2 separate regions of the Culex pipiens genome follow, and region 2 is linked to region 1. Evidence: chromatin contacts called from public Hi-C data. All regions are on one chromosome and are shown on one strand. The core of a region is the stretch at or near the end of the contact, and the rest is flanking DNA. Distances in the headings are between cores, read along the strand shown. Region 1 holds the start of LOC120429171. Region 2 holds the start of LOC120419260.

The links. Hi-C and Micro-C count contacts between places; a contact is called where the count stands out from the background.
Region 2: a Hi-C map of whole body shows a contact between it and region 1, with 10 times the contacts expected there. The contact joins the promoter of LOC120419260 here to the promoter of LOC120429171 in region 1.

What each region holds. Positions count from the first base shown.
Region 1 is chr1:32,968,128-32,975,159 of TS_CPP_V2, forward strand. It overlaps LOC120429171, which reads right to left and starts at 4,708. Exons shown (of 6, transcript XM_039594383.2): 1 at 4,378-4,708; 2 at 3,445-4,080; 3 at 3,125-3,388; 4 at 2,965-3,062; 5 at 2,787-2,909; 6 at 549-942. The coding sequence starts at 4,585. The coding sequence ends at 571. It overlaps LOC120429172 (glycosaminoglycan xylosylkinase homolog), which reads left to right. Exons shown (of 4, transcript XM_039594384.2): 3 at 1-276; 4 at 336-554. The coding sequence ends at 537.
Region 2 is chr1:33,115,535-33,121,860 of TS_CPP_V2, forward strand. It overlaps LOC120419260, which reads right to left and starts at 4,708. Exons shown (of 7, transcript XM_039581915.2): 1 at 4,585-4,708. LOC120419261 (histone H3-like) reads left to right here and starts at 4,871. Exons shown (of 2, transcript XM_039581916.2): 1 at 4,871-5,067.

The DNA.
Region 1 (7,032 bases), core at 3,458-5,957:
GTATCGATCACCCTGGCAGCGAACCTACCAAAACGGGGTAAGTGCCGAATGGGAGCGGAACGACGGGTACTGCGCGAAGGTCAAGGAACAACTTCCGCTGGAGCGATTGCTGGACCTGATCGACGCAGCGGTGTTCGATTTCCTGATCCAAAATGGCGACCGGCATCACTACGAGACCAGGGAGGATCGGGTCTTGCTAATGGACAACGGAAAGGGCTTCGGGAACGCGTTCAAAGATCACTTTGACATCCTAGCCCCACTTTACCAGTGTTGCATGTGAGTCCAACCACCAAACGTCAAAAATCTCAATTCTGACAGCTATCAAACCATTTCAGGATCCGCCGGACCACGTGGGAGCGCCTTCTGATGTTCTCCGGCGGTGCTCTAACCGAAACGCTGCGCGAGTTGAATCAAATAGATCTGTTGAACCCCCTGTTAACCAAAGAGCACTACATCGGCCTGGAACGCCGACTTCTGTTGATCTACGCCACGGTAGAGCTGTGCCGCGAAAAGTATGGCAGCAAAATTTTAAAATAAAACATTTTAAAACCAACCAAAACCCCATCTTTATTAACTCTGACAAATCTCCTGCTTGTACATCAGCTTAAACCCCCTCCCCACGAGCTCCTCGTTGGACCGGAACGGCACCACGATCGGCCCGCCGCTGTCGTCCACGACCGGCGCGTTCTGGCCGTAGTCCTCGCTGGTGGCACCGTCGTTGAGCCGTTCGCCGCACAGCCGCAGATAGTTGAGCGCCACAAAGTCGTCCGGACAGTTGTAGATCTCAACGCCAGCCGTGCCCGGGCGCGTCAAGCTGGCGCCATCTTCGTCATAGTTGACCAACTGAAACGCGTTCTCCTCGCCGTACTCGTTCACGTTCGAGAAGGTCGTCGAGCAAAAGTTGGGCGTTCGTCGGATGCAGATGGCGTAGTTGAGGTTGTTCTGAAAATAAAAATCGAAATTGCAATCCGATTGGCAACACTTGACGAATGGTGAAAGCACGCAGCCAAAGTGTCAAACACAGTGCGGAAAAACATCGCAGGGCTGAATTTTGACAGGTTGCTGTTTTTTGTTTTGTTTTGTTTACGTATTGCAGCCTTCAGACGACTGCAAAGTGTTTATCACCGTGTTATCAGTGTTGGGAATGAAAAAATAGTTTTTCGTAAAATTTTGATTAAAATGAAGATTTATTGAGATGTTTTGTGGTGCAATAAAATTTAGTGTTTGCTGATAGTTTGACTGAAAGGAGCTGTCAAGGTAGGAAGGAGCAATTACTTGATACAGTTGTATCATTAATTTATGTTTAATTATTGATTAATTGTTAACAAAGTTCTATAAATATATTTTACTTAAAAACTGGTAAACAGTAACTGACGTCAGCAGAATATACTCTTTGTTTACAAATTCATTACGTTTCTTTTGATTTTTCTTGGATTACCTTTTTATTTATATTTGTTTTTTAACGAAAACAATTGCTATTGACAGTAGCCTTTAAGTAAAAATGTAATAAAAAATTAGCTCTAATCAGGTTCCATCAGGTCTTATTGGGATCAGGTCAAAACTGACATCAGTACAGAATCGACATCAGGTGAAAACTGACGTCAGGTCAAAACTCAAATCAAACCAAAACTTACATCAAGTCAAAACTGGCATCAGGTCAATACTGACATCAGGTCAAAATTGACGTCAAGTCAAAACTCAAATCAAACCAAAACTGACATCAAGTCAAAACTGGCATCAGGTCAATACTGACATCAGGTCAAATCTAACATCAGGTCAAAATTGACGTCAGGTCAAAACTGACATCAAGTCAAATCTGACATCAGGTCAATACTGACATCAGGTCAAAATTGACGTCAAGTCAAAACTCAAATCAAACCAAAACTGACATCAAGTCAAAACTGGCATCAGGTCAAATCTGACATCAGTTCAAATCTGACATCAGGTAAAAACTGACGTCAGGTGAAAACTCAAATCAAACCAAAACTGACATCAAGTCAAAACTGGCATCGGGTCAAATCGGACATCAGTTCAAATCTGGCATCAGGTGAAAACTGACGTCAGGTCAAAACTCAAATCAAAACAAAACTGCCATCAAATCTATTTTGACAACATCTCAAATCTGACATCAAGTCAAAACGTACAACAGATCAAAACTGGCATCAAGTCAAATCTGACATCAGGTCAATACTGACATCAGGTCAACACTGACATCAGGTCAAAACTGACGTCAAGTCAAAACTTACATCAGGTCAAAACTGGCATCAGGCCAAAACTGACATCAGGTCAAAATTGACATCAGGTCAAAACTCTCATCAGGTCAAAACTGACATCAGGTCAAAGCTGGCATCAGGTCGAAACTGACATCTGATCAAAGCTGGCATCAGGTCAAAACTGACATCAGGTCAAAGTGTGCATCAGGTCAAAACTGACATCATGTCAAAACTGGCATCAGGTCAAAACTGGCATCAGGTCAAAACTGACATCAGGTCAAAACTGACATCAGGTCAAAACTGACGACAGGTCAAAACTGACGTCAGATCAAAACTGACGTCAGATCAAAACTGTCGTCAGATCAAAACTGACGTCAGATCAAAACTGACGTCAGATCAAAACTGACGTCAGATCATAACTGACGTCAGGTCAAAATTGTCAAAAGGTCAAAACTGACATCTGGTCAAAACCGCCATCAAGTCAAAACTGACACCAGGTCAAAACTGACGTCAGATCAAAACAGACGTCAGGTCAAAATTGACAAAAGGTCAAACCAATCTTTCAGAACTTACCAAGTATCCTGGCTCCCTGCGCGTAACAAGAACCGAGTGGTCATCGTAGTTGAAGGATTTGATGTAACCATTTACCCCAGTGAAGTACTGTAAACACCCTTCGGGTGCTTGAAGCTCTGAAAGCTTAAATTTAAATGTTTTCATTTATAAAGATCGCAAAATTGCGATTCCAACTCACTTGAATAATTCTAATATTGAACGCCTTCGGCTCATCCGAGTTTGACACCGCTGTCAAGTACAAAAAGTGAGAATACTCTCGATCCACCTGAAGGTACACTGAACAAAAACGTAACATTAATTTCACGTAGATTTCATCCCAAAAACGGTGACCAACTCACAGTGCTGCCCACTGTTGATCCCGCACAGGATCGGATACGTTCGGTGGGTGTTCTGCACCGTCACGATCAGCTGATCCTCCAGACAGTTGCCCTCCCGCGGGGGTCCCATCTCGAAGAAGATGAGCTCCAGCAGCACCTGGCGCGTGTTCCAGCGCAGCGCCACCGTCAGGCTGCACGTCAGTTTGGTCCGGACCGCCGTCGGATAGCCCGGACTCTGGAAGTAGCTGATGTTCTGGGCCGTCTGGTCGTTGCATCCTAATTGGACTTGAAAAAGAGGTTTTCAAGGGAAACTAGTTCGAATAATAGCAAGCACAACTCACAGACACAGCAAACTCCGAACCCCCCGGCACACACATCCATCGGAACTCCACCCAGCTGGCTGCACTGCACCTCGTGGTAGCAGATCCCCTGCAACGGACTGCCCAAATTGCCCTGCCGTGCTACGCACGGAGCATTCTCAAAGTTGACCACGTTGAACAGGCTGAACAGTGTCAGCGGAGACTTGAGCTTCTCGATCACCCTGGACTCGGTCGAGTTCGGAACAAAACTGTTCAACAGCAGCTTCTTCAGTCGATCACCCAGCAAGTCCAGCGTCTGCTCGACCCTCGTCGGAGGTCGCATCACGTTCTGGACGGGTGAACTCGCGAAGGTCGTTACGTTGTCTTTGACGGCGAACCAGGTTCTGTTGCCACCGGTAGAAACGACCACCAACGGAATGGACGAATCCGCTTTGATGTCGCTTTCGTCGATGCTGTTGGCGCCGTAACTTACTGATGCAACGGGAGGTTGTGACCGCGGTGGCTGTGACTGTCTGGCGGCCAGTTTTGGGTCGTACCGCAAGCCGTACTCCACCTTGTAGTCGATGTACTGCAGTTGGCTGCGGCCGATGATGTCTCGCAGGCGGAGACGTTCCGACGGGATGTTTTGGAGACCGCCATTGTTGGTTCTGATTAGTTCTGGAATTTATGGGAATGATCCCAAATAAACTTTTTTTAAATACCTAATCAATCTTATGAGAAACCAGTTTATTCAACACACACCGATCTTCTTGGTCGATTGTGTTTCTCTCTCACACAATAACTTTCGATCTCCCATTAAACATTGCAACAATTTCTCCACTCTGATAACCATTGAACAACCGCTGCGGCTTGACCACGCTTGTTCACACGTGAGTACGCTTCGCAACATTTTTTCATCTAATTCTCAATCAAAAACAACAAGCCAACAACCCTTCCCCAACCCTCCCTTAATACCTGCCACATCCACCCCGGAACGGTTCACCAACAGTTCCACCTGATTGCCGATCAACTCCCGCGCCAACAACTCCTCTCGATCACCTTCGCCGTCATCTTCCTGATCCGCTCCACCGATTTCATTCTCCTGCAAGAACCGTCCATCTTTGGCCAAACCCACCGCCAGGACGGCCAAGCCCAGCCCAACCAACGGAAGCCACTTCCCCATCACACCTTGACGCGTTCCGAACCGACGCCAAACTGATTGCGACACCTGTCCTCAACGCTCATTTTTTCCTGTCATCAAAAAGAGATGAGCTGTTCCGGTGCAATGTTTCGGCAGGGAGAGGTACAGTGGAACCGTGGTGTGTTGACAGTCAAATTTAGCAGTCCTAACCATGACCAAACATCAAATCTATGTTCAAATTTCTCAAACAATCAGGGTTCAACTGTATCTCGAGGCAGTAAGTTCCGGATAATACTGTTCGCACCAAGAGAAGCCAGAAGAGGAGCCCTGATGGCCAATTACAAGCTGAAGCAGGCCGTGACTTACGGCTGGTGTTTCAGCAGAGCAGATCAGCTTTGGCTGCTGGCATCGCGATGGAACAGCAGTAGTTCTCACCTTCAGATCGAGGCCATGGAAGTCTCTTGACGGAATTGTTTGATATCACAAATATACATCTTTGGACTATTTTTAATTGGACCTTATAATAAAATGTAAAAAATGACATGTTAGGTCATCTTAAATTGAATTATTTGGTCCTTTTTAAAATGTATAACGTGAAATAAAAAATGTTAAAATATGTTTTTGAAAGTGGTTCAGAAAATTTCACACGAGTTTCACTTTAAAAATTTTAAAATCGGATCAATAATTTCAAGAGATTTAAGAACATTTTCTCTTGAAGCTCTTGAAATTATTGATCCGATTTTTTTTTTTCCAGTGATGAAATACTGAGAAAATGAATTTGATATTTTTTGAAGAATTTTTTTTTTTGAAAATTTGGTCGCGAAATTGAAGTTAGCTATTAAAAGTATGAAAATTAAAAAAAACGAAGCACACGATTTATTAATCCGAAGTCTCATTAAAACCTTCGGATAATCAAACTTTGCATAATCGAATATGGCTAGGGGTTGATCACTTCGAGTAGGTATATCGCTTACGGCGTATCATACGCGCATAATATCGTACCAACTATCAGCGTAAATATCATACGCGTAGTACGCCTAGGCTGCGTGCCAATATTGGCATCATAGGGGAAATAAACCCATTTTAAGCCTAATAAGCGGTCTTGTTTGAATGGTGCTGGATAATCTGGAGTGTTCGTTGAAATTCAGTAAAACCAAGTACACCAACGAGTAGAGCAACTTTTTGCGAACATTTCTGTTTATTTTCACTTTTATTAAAGGTTATGCTATTCCTTTTACAAGCATTTTAAAAAAATATTTCAAAAACGCATTCTAATCAGTCGTGTGCATTGGGCCACGCCCATTTTTCTATTTTCAGCTTAGTTCTTTTTTTCTTCCAACGTTCGTTTGGGTCTGCTTCGTGCTGCCAAAATTGATGAAATTTTGAGCGAACACTCACGAAAAGTAGCATTTATAGAGAAAGTTTCCTGGCAACACCACAAGCGCTGCTGGTGGTGATGGTGTTCTTTATTTGCCTTCGCTTCTCGCTCGGTTTTCTTCAGCCTTCGATTAGAATGGATGGTCAAAATTGAAACGTCAAAAGACTTAGCGCGTTTGTTTTTTTGATGGCGCTTGCTAATTATTTACATGTTTCAGGATTATTTTTCAAGTGAGTGACTAAGTAACGGTCAAAAGAACATGTTGCCGGTAGTTGGAAGCAATTTTATACCTTAAGCGCTTTGAAATCGTTAGCGCAAGTGAAAAGATATTGATGGCGACTTTCGTTAATAAGTTAACCTCTGATCTTGCGTGTGGATGTGTGTGCCACCAAAATGATGAGAAATGGTCTCGCAAAATAGAAATTATGATCAAAAGTGCATTAAATTTGATCTTTTTGGCCAGTAAGTGGCATACATTTGCGTGCTTACTCGAGGCGGTGCTGTTGCTGGTAAGTTTACAGCCTAAATAGTATTTTTGGAGCTTTAATCGAGCATCAAACTCTCCATATGACGAAGATAGGTGTTTGATTAGAAAGGGTATATTTCCCCTAATTGTGCAATATCAGATGTAATTTGCCTTTTGGAATATGTACTATATGACACATTCTCCAGCGACAGAAACGACACTTTTTGGCTGATAGGTCAAACATTTTGATTATTTAATCGTTGTTTTATTGGTCCAATCATCAATCGCAGCTGGATTAACAATTTGAAATGTTTATAATCATCAAAACATGAATTATTCATCTGTATGAAACCAAAAAGCGTCGAAATTTAGCTTTTTCTCACTCCGTTGCAACGTCACGGAGTGATCGATGTGGCAAATTAGTGCCACTTAAAAAAAGTTTTCCAAAGTCACTACTTGTAGAAAATTCAATTTCAAATCCGAATCTGTAAAGATATTCAAGTTTGGGACAGGTTTTGATATCCAACGAGACATATTTCGAATAATTTCGTGACGTTGCAGCGCCGAAAATGTTCAGACATGTTCAGACATGACAATTTATTTACAAGAGCTAATTGAAAATATTTTTTTAGAAAAAAAAAAAAA
Region 2 (6,326 bases), core at 3,458-5,957, 150 kb after region 1:
TATTTTTCTGCGTGTTGGCATTTTATGTGCCTTAAAACATATCAAAAAATAAAAAAAATAAAAATAGTGATTTTTGCAAATCAAGTTTTAGCAACAAAAAGCGAAATTAAAAATCACCAAAAAAATTATCTACAACTTTGCCGAAGACACCAAATCGATCAAAATTTCTTCAAAAGATACTGATTTTTAATTTTTATACATTATTTTTGTATGGACGGCTGCCAAATTTGTATGGAAAATTATATGGAAAAACTAATGATGCAAAATTGATTCTTTGGGTATACCGAAGGCACCATTCAGCCATTTTGCATCATTAGTTTATTCATTTAATTTTCCATACAAATTTAGCAGCGGCCATACAAAAACGATGTATGAAAATTCAAAAATCTGTATCTTTTGAAGGAATTTTTTAACCGATTTGTTGTCTATAGATACGGACTACACTGAAAAAAATGAAACACGGTGAAAAATTAGGTGATTTTTTATTTAACTCTTTGTCACTCAAACTTGATTTGCAAAAAAACACTATTTTTATTTTTCATTTTTTTCATTTTTTGATATGTTTAAGAGGACATCAAATGCCAACATTTCAGAAATTTCCAGGTTGTGCAAAAAATCTTTGACCGAGTTATGATTTTTTAATCAATACTGATTTTTTCAAAAAATCGAAATATTGGTCGCAAAAATTTTTCAACTTAATTTTTCGTTGTAAAATAAAATTTACAATCAAAAAGTATTTTAGTAAAATTTTGGTAAGAGGCACCGTTTTCAAGTTAAAGCCATTCTCTAAGTTGCTGAGATATTGCCATGCAAAGTTTTAAAAGCAGGAAAATTGATGTTTTCTAAGTCTCACCCAAACAACACACCATTTTCTAATGTCGATATCTCAGCAACCAATGGTCCGATTTACAATATTAAAATATGAAACATTCGTGAAATTTTCCGATCTTTTCGAAAACAATATTTCCAAATTTTTAAATCGAGACCAACATTTCAAAAGGGCCAAATATTCAATATTACGCCCTTTTAAAATATTAGTCATGGTTTAAACATATTGAAAGTTTTTTTTCTCGAAAAGATCGAAAAATTTCACGAATGTTTCATATTTTAACATTATAGATCGGACCATTATTTGCTGAGATATCGACTGAGAAAATATTTTCAAAGTGGGCAAACATGTACACTGATTTAGAAAAATGAAAAACTGTGACAATTTTCAAAAAAGTTACCTAAGAATTGCTTTTACTTGAAAATGGTGCACTTTATCAAAATTTCACTATAGGATTTTTTGATTGCAAATTCAATTTTACATCGAAAAATTAAGTTAAAAAATTTTGCGGCCAAAATTTCGATTTTCGAAAAAAATCTGGATTGATTCCAAAATTTATAACTCGGTCAAAGATTTTTTGCACATTCTGGAAATTTCAGAAAAGAGTTCAATTAGTTGGGTGGTGACGCGCGGTCAATTATGTGGCATTGTGTGTGAAAAGAAAAGAATTTTATTTCGTGTTTCATCCTGGTTGGCTTGCCCACAAGCAGAAAAAAAATCAGTTCAATTAGTTGGGTGGTGACGCGCGGTCAATTATGTGGCATTGTGTGTGAAAAGAAAAGAATTTTATTTCGTGTTTCATCCTGGTTGGCTTGCCCACAAGCAGAAGAAAATCAGTTCAATTTGTTGGGTGGTGACGCGCGGTCAATTATGTGGCATTGTGTGTGAAAAGAAAAGAATTTTATTTCGTGTTTCATCCTGGTTGGCTTGCCCACAAGCAGAAAAAAAATCAGTTCAATTAGTTGGGTGGTGACGCGCGGTCAATTATGTGGCATTGTGTGTGAAAAGAAAAGAATTTTATTTCGTGTTTCATCCTGGTTGGCTTGCCCACAAGCAGAAGAAAATCAGTTCAATTTGTTGGGTGGTGACGCGCGGTCAATTATGTGGCATTGTGTGTGAAAAGAAAAGAATTTTATTTCGTGTTTCATCCTGGTTGGCTTGCCCACAAGCAGAAGAAAATCAGTTCAATTTGTTGGGTGGTGACGCGCGGTCAATTATGTGGCATTGTGTGTGAAAAGAAAAGAATTTTATTTCGTGTTTCATCCTGGTTGGCTTGCCCACAAGCAGAAAAAAAATCAGTTCAATTAGTTGGGTGGTGACGCGCGGTCAATTATGTGGCATTGTGTGTGAAAAGAAAAGAATTTTATTTCGTGTTTCATCCTGGTTGGCTTGCCCACAAGCAGAAGAAAATCAGTTCAATTTGTTGGGTGGTGACGCGCGGTCAATTATGTGGCATTGTGTGTGAAAAGAAAAGAATTTTATTTCGTGTTTCATCCTGATTGGCTTGCTCAAGTCCTTCCTACATCATCGTTGATCGGGAGGCACGACGTCGTGTGAATTGTTGCATTAAAATAAGTTTAAGTATTACTGTAAATGACTGTAAAAAAGTCCTTCCTATATCATCAATGTCGTCTGGGTAATCGTGATGAAAAATTACATTTATTCAGTATTTAAATACCTGTGCGCGAGTGTTTTGGTGTGCTAATTAGAAAGACCTTCCCATAGCATCGTTGCTCGGAAGGCTCGCCGACGGGTTTGTTATGAAAGTCCTCCCCATAGCATCGTAGCTCGGGAGGCATCGAAAAGCCAATACCTTATCCTACTAACCCAAAAAAAATATCACGTGATGCTTGAAGGAGATGCTGTGGATTCAACGGTCTCAAGCGGTATCAACAAGTATATAGCGAAAAACTATGTGCTTGATGAGTCTGCAACTTCAACTATCGGACTAACATTCCTCCCTTTCGTTGAACTGCAGGCTTCTTGGGAGGGCGCCGGTATTGACTAATAAAGTCGGGGTCTTCAGGGGTTAAACAGTGAACGGATGGTTGGCTCCCACTGATCATTTTTGATTCATTGTTTAACTTCAGCTGATCTGTCAATAACGGAGTAGCAGCTCATTGGCAGTCAACCATGCTCATGCTCATGCTCATGCTCATTCTGGAAATTTCAGAAAAGTTGGCATTTTATGGCCCCTAAAACATATAAACAAAATAAAAATAGTATTTTTTTGCAAATCAAGTTTTAATAACGAAAAGCTATATTTTAAATTTTAAATAATTACCGTGTATCATTTTTTTCAGTGTAGTCCTTATCAATTCCTACAACTTTGCCGAAGACACCAAATCGATCAAAAGATTCCTTCAAAAGATAAAATTTTTGTATTTTTATAAATCATTTTTGTATGGACGGTTGCCAAATTTGTATTTTTTTTTCACAAAAGCTAATTTTCCCAATATGGTTTTTAAGATATAGTCACCGAAAATTCAATTTCAGCGTAATATTTGAAGTTAGAGCGTCCGATTTCCCGTCCCGGGAAAAAATTCCCGGGATTTCCTGAAAAAAAAAATATTTCCCGTTTCCCGGGAAATTTCTAAATTTCCCGGGAATTCACGAAATTCAAGCGGATTTTCTTTAATTTTTGGAACTATTTTTTGAAATTGCTCTGAAAAAATAATGAATGAACAAACTCAACAAGATTTTGTTCAATTAAATGTACTGTTCGGTTTATATATAATTACGCTTTATTTGAAGTTATTCAATTTTTAAAAATAGTTTGTGACCATTTCTGATTTTTTCTAAGGTTCAGAAAATTTGCGATAAAGGCAGCAGTCTATCGTGCTTTTTTTAAAAAGTAAACACTCACTGTCTGCAGAATAGACTGCTTCGTAACAAATCCACACTGGCTCATAGTGTCCGAAAATATGGGCTTTTATGTACAAATTTTATGTACAACGGTAAAAAACACGATTAAAAAACATTTCTGATCACTTTTTTGACAAGACAACATTTTAAGATGGGTCAACTATGGTCCCCTTGGAACGAGCTGTCAAGTAGGATGCTTTCTGTCAAGAAGGGCTTCGATTTTATTTAAATCGATAAAAAAATCATTTTAGATCCTATGCGGTCGTACAAAGGGTTATTGTATTCAGAAAAATAATCTTCAACGTTGTAAACAATAATACTACCAATTTAAGCTTAATTTTGGGACCCAATTGGTTTCTTTGATTGAAATTTACGCTGAAAAAAAAGCTCACCTTAAAGGGTAAAATTTTACGGAATTCCTCTTTTTATGTAATTTTACCTGTACTTATGATAAAATACATAAAAAATACACCCACGTTTTCGATTTTGAGTCGAACCACACACATCAGGGTGGGTCTACGACGATTTTACTGAAAAAGTTCATTTCTAGAGCCGAATTGTAGGGCTTCTTGAGATCTGATCTGATTTTTAATATTTAATACCGTAACGTGATGTTGATGATGTTTATTATTGGTTGAAATAGTAGAGTTTTTCTTCATTAAATGCATGACTGAGACAATTTGTTAGGTTCTCCGACCACGTATTAATAAATCTGCTGAATCAATGGTATCATATTCACCCTTTTGCTGACTCATGACATGTGGTTATGAAATCCATGGGTTAATTTATTTAATCAGTGTTTTTAATCCTTTTGACAAGCCTTGTACACCAAATATTCCTTAAAAATGAGGCTTAATTTGGATTTAGATACGCAGGTAAAAAAATATTACATCAAAACTTCCGCACCACTTCCAGAACTTTAAAAACGCGAACCGAAACACCTTGACCATAGACACTGACTGACTCAAGGTCCCCCACTGCAAGGTGGTAGGAATGTTTTGGAAGAGTTTATTTTGCTTGTTATTATTCCAGCGCTCCAGTGTTTTGCTGTTTCATGTTTTCTTGACAGCTGATGCTCCTTTAAAATCATCGCAGCAGTATGACAGTCATTGCACTGCTGACACTTTTGCTGCATGGGTCTTTCTATGAATCTGTGTAACGGACGGACGGACGCAGCCAGTATTATTACCATAGCGGTGAGGTTTGTTTCGGTTGGAAGTTGGACGAATAGAGAGAATAACTATTGTTTAATCATGTGCTTTGTAATGTTTTGTAAGTTAGATTATTAGTTAGTAACTTATTAGCACAAAATATACTTTCGTGTACTAAGTGTGTTGTTTCGAAAAGTTCCTAATTGTGTCCAAACCCAAGAGGTATGTTGCATCTTTTTTTCAGTAAATGTAAACAGAGATGTTTTGTCGGCGTTGTGTTGTTGTAACTGTAATTATGAGTTTACTCAACGAAATCTTGCTTGTTTACAGTGTATTCCAAGGCAAGGAAGCTTTAGGTTCTTTAAAAATCTATAACGTTAAAATTTCTCCTTTGAAGAAATATGGATCATTCAAAAAAACCTGAATTCAATCCTATGTTGAAGACCGATTACATACATTCAATATTTCAGGTCAAATCCGATTGCAAATTTTATCCTTTTGCAAAAAAATAAGCAAAGAAGTGTCGCGTAAAGTTTTGGATTCGAAATACTGATCTTAATCAAGTGATCATGCAATCTTGTCACACGTGCTTTTTTGGTTACATTGAGTAAAGGGTGCCATTTTGTATAATTACCTATTGACCTTTAATTCAGGGGCTTGTTTTCGTTGGACGAACTGAGCCCAAAACCTAAACATGAGCTAAATGAGATTTAAGCCGTTTTATGAACAGCCAAACTTTTGCAGCATTTAAGGAAACAAGTAGAATTTTGTTAAAAGAAAAAGTTTGCTGACATTTTAACACTCGTGCGTTCGGGCAGTCATGTTCACCCTATTTTATCATACAAATATTCTTACTTTTGGTGGAATTGTCCCAATTGGTCGCTTCCGGTGGCAAAATATCCAGGCTGTCAGAAATCGAAAAAAAAACAAGAATTTCAAGAAAATCATGGTCCAAAAATTCATAAATTCTTAAAAATAAAAAAAAACTTCAGAAAAAATTGGAAATTATAAAAATTAAAGAAGGAATTAAAAAAAGCATGTAACCGACGCAATTAGTGGTGCACAATGTGTTTCATTTGGAGCGAACTAACAAACTTCCACACAAATCGGGTGCTACATTTGAGCAAATAGAAACAAATCATCAAAAAAAATATAACTTCAAATATTAGAAAAAATTAAGAATTCTAGAAATTCAACAAATTTAAGAAGACCCAAGAATTCAAAACATCAATTTCAAAAAATCAAGATATTGGAAGATTTAAGAAGTTTTGAAATTTCGAAATTTCTAGACAATCAACAAAGTAGCTAAAATAAAAATACAGAAATTTTAAAAATAAAAAAAATTTAAAAGACATTCAAGAAACTTATGAAGTTCATAATCAAAACAAAATAAAATATTCAGTGAATTCAAGATGTTTAAGAAATGCAAGAAATTCAAGAAATTAGATAATATTAAAAAAATTCAAGAAGATAAGGAAATT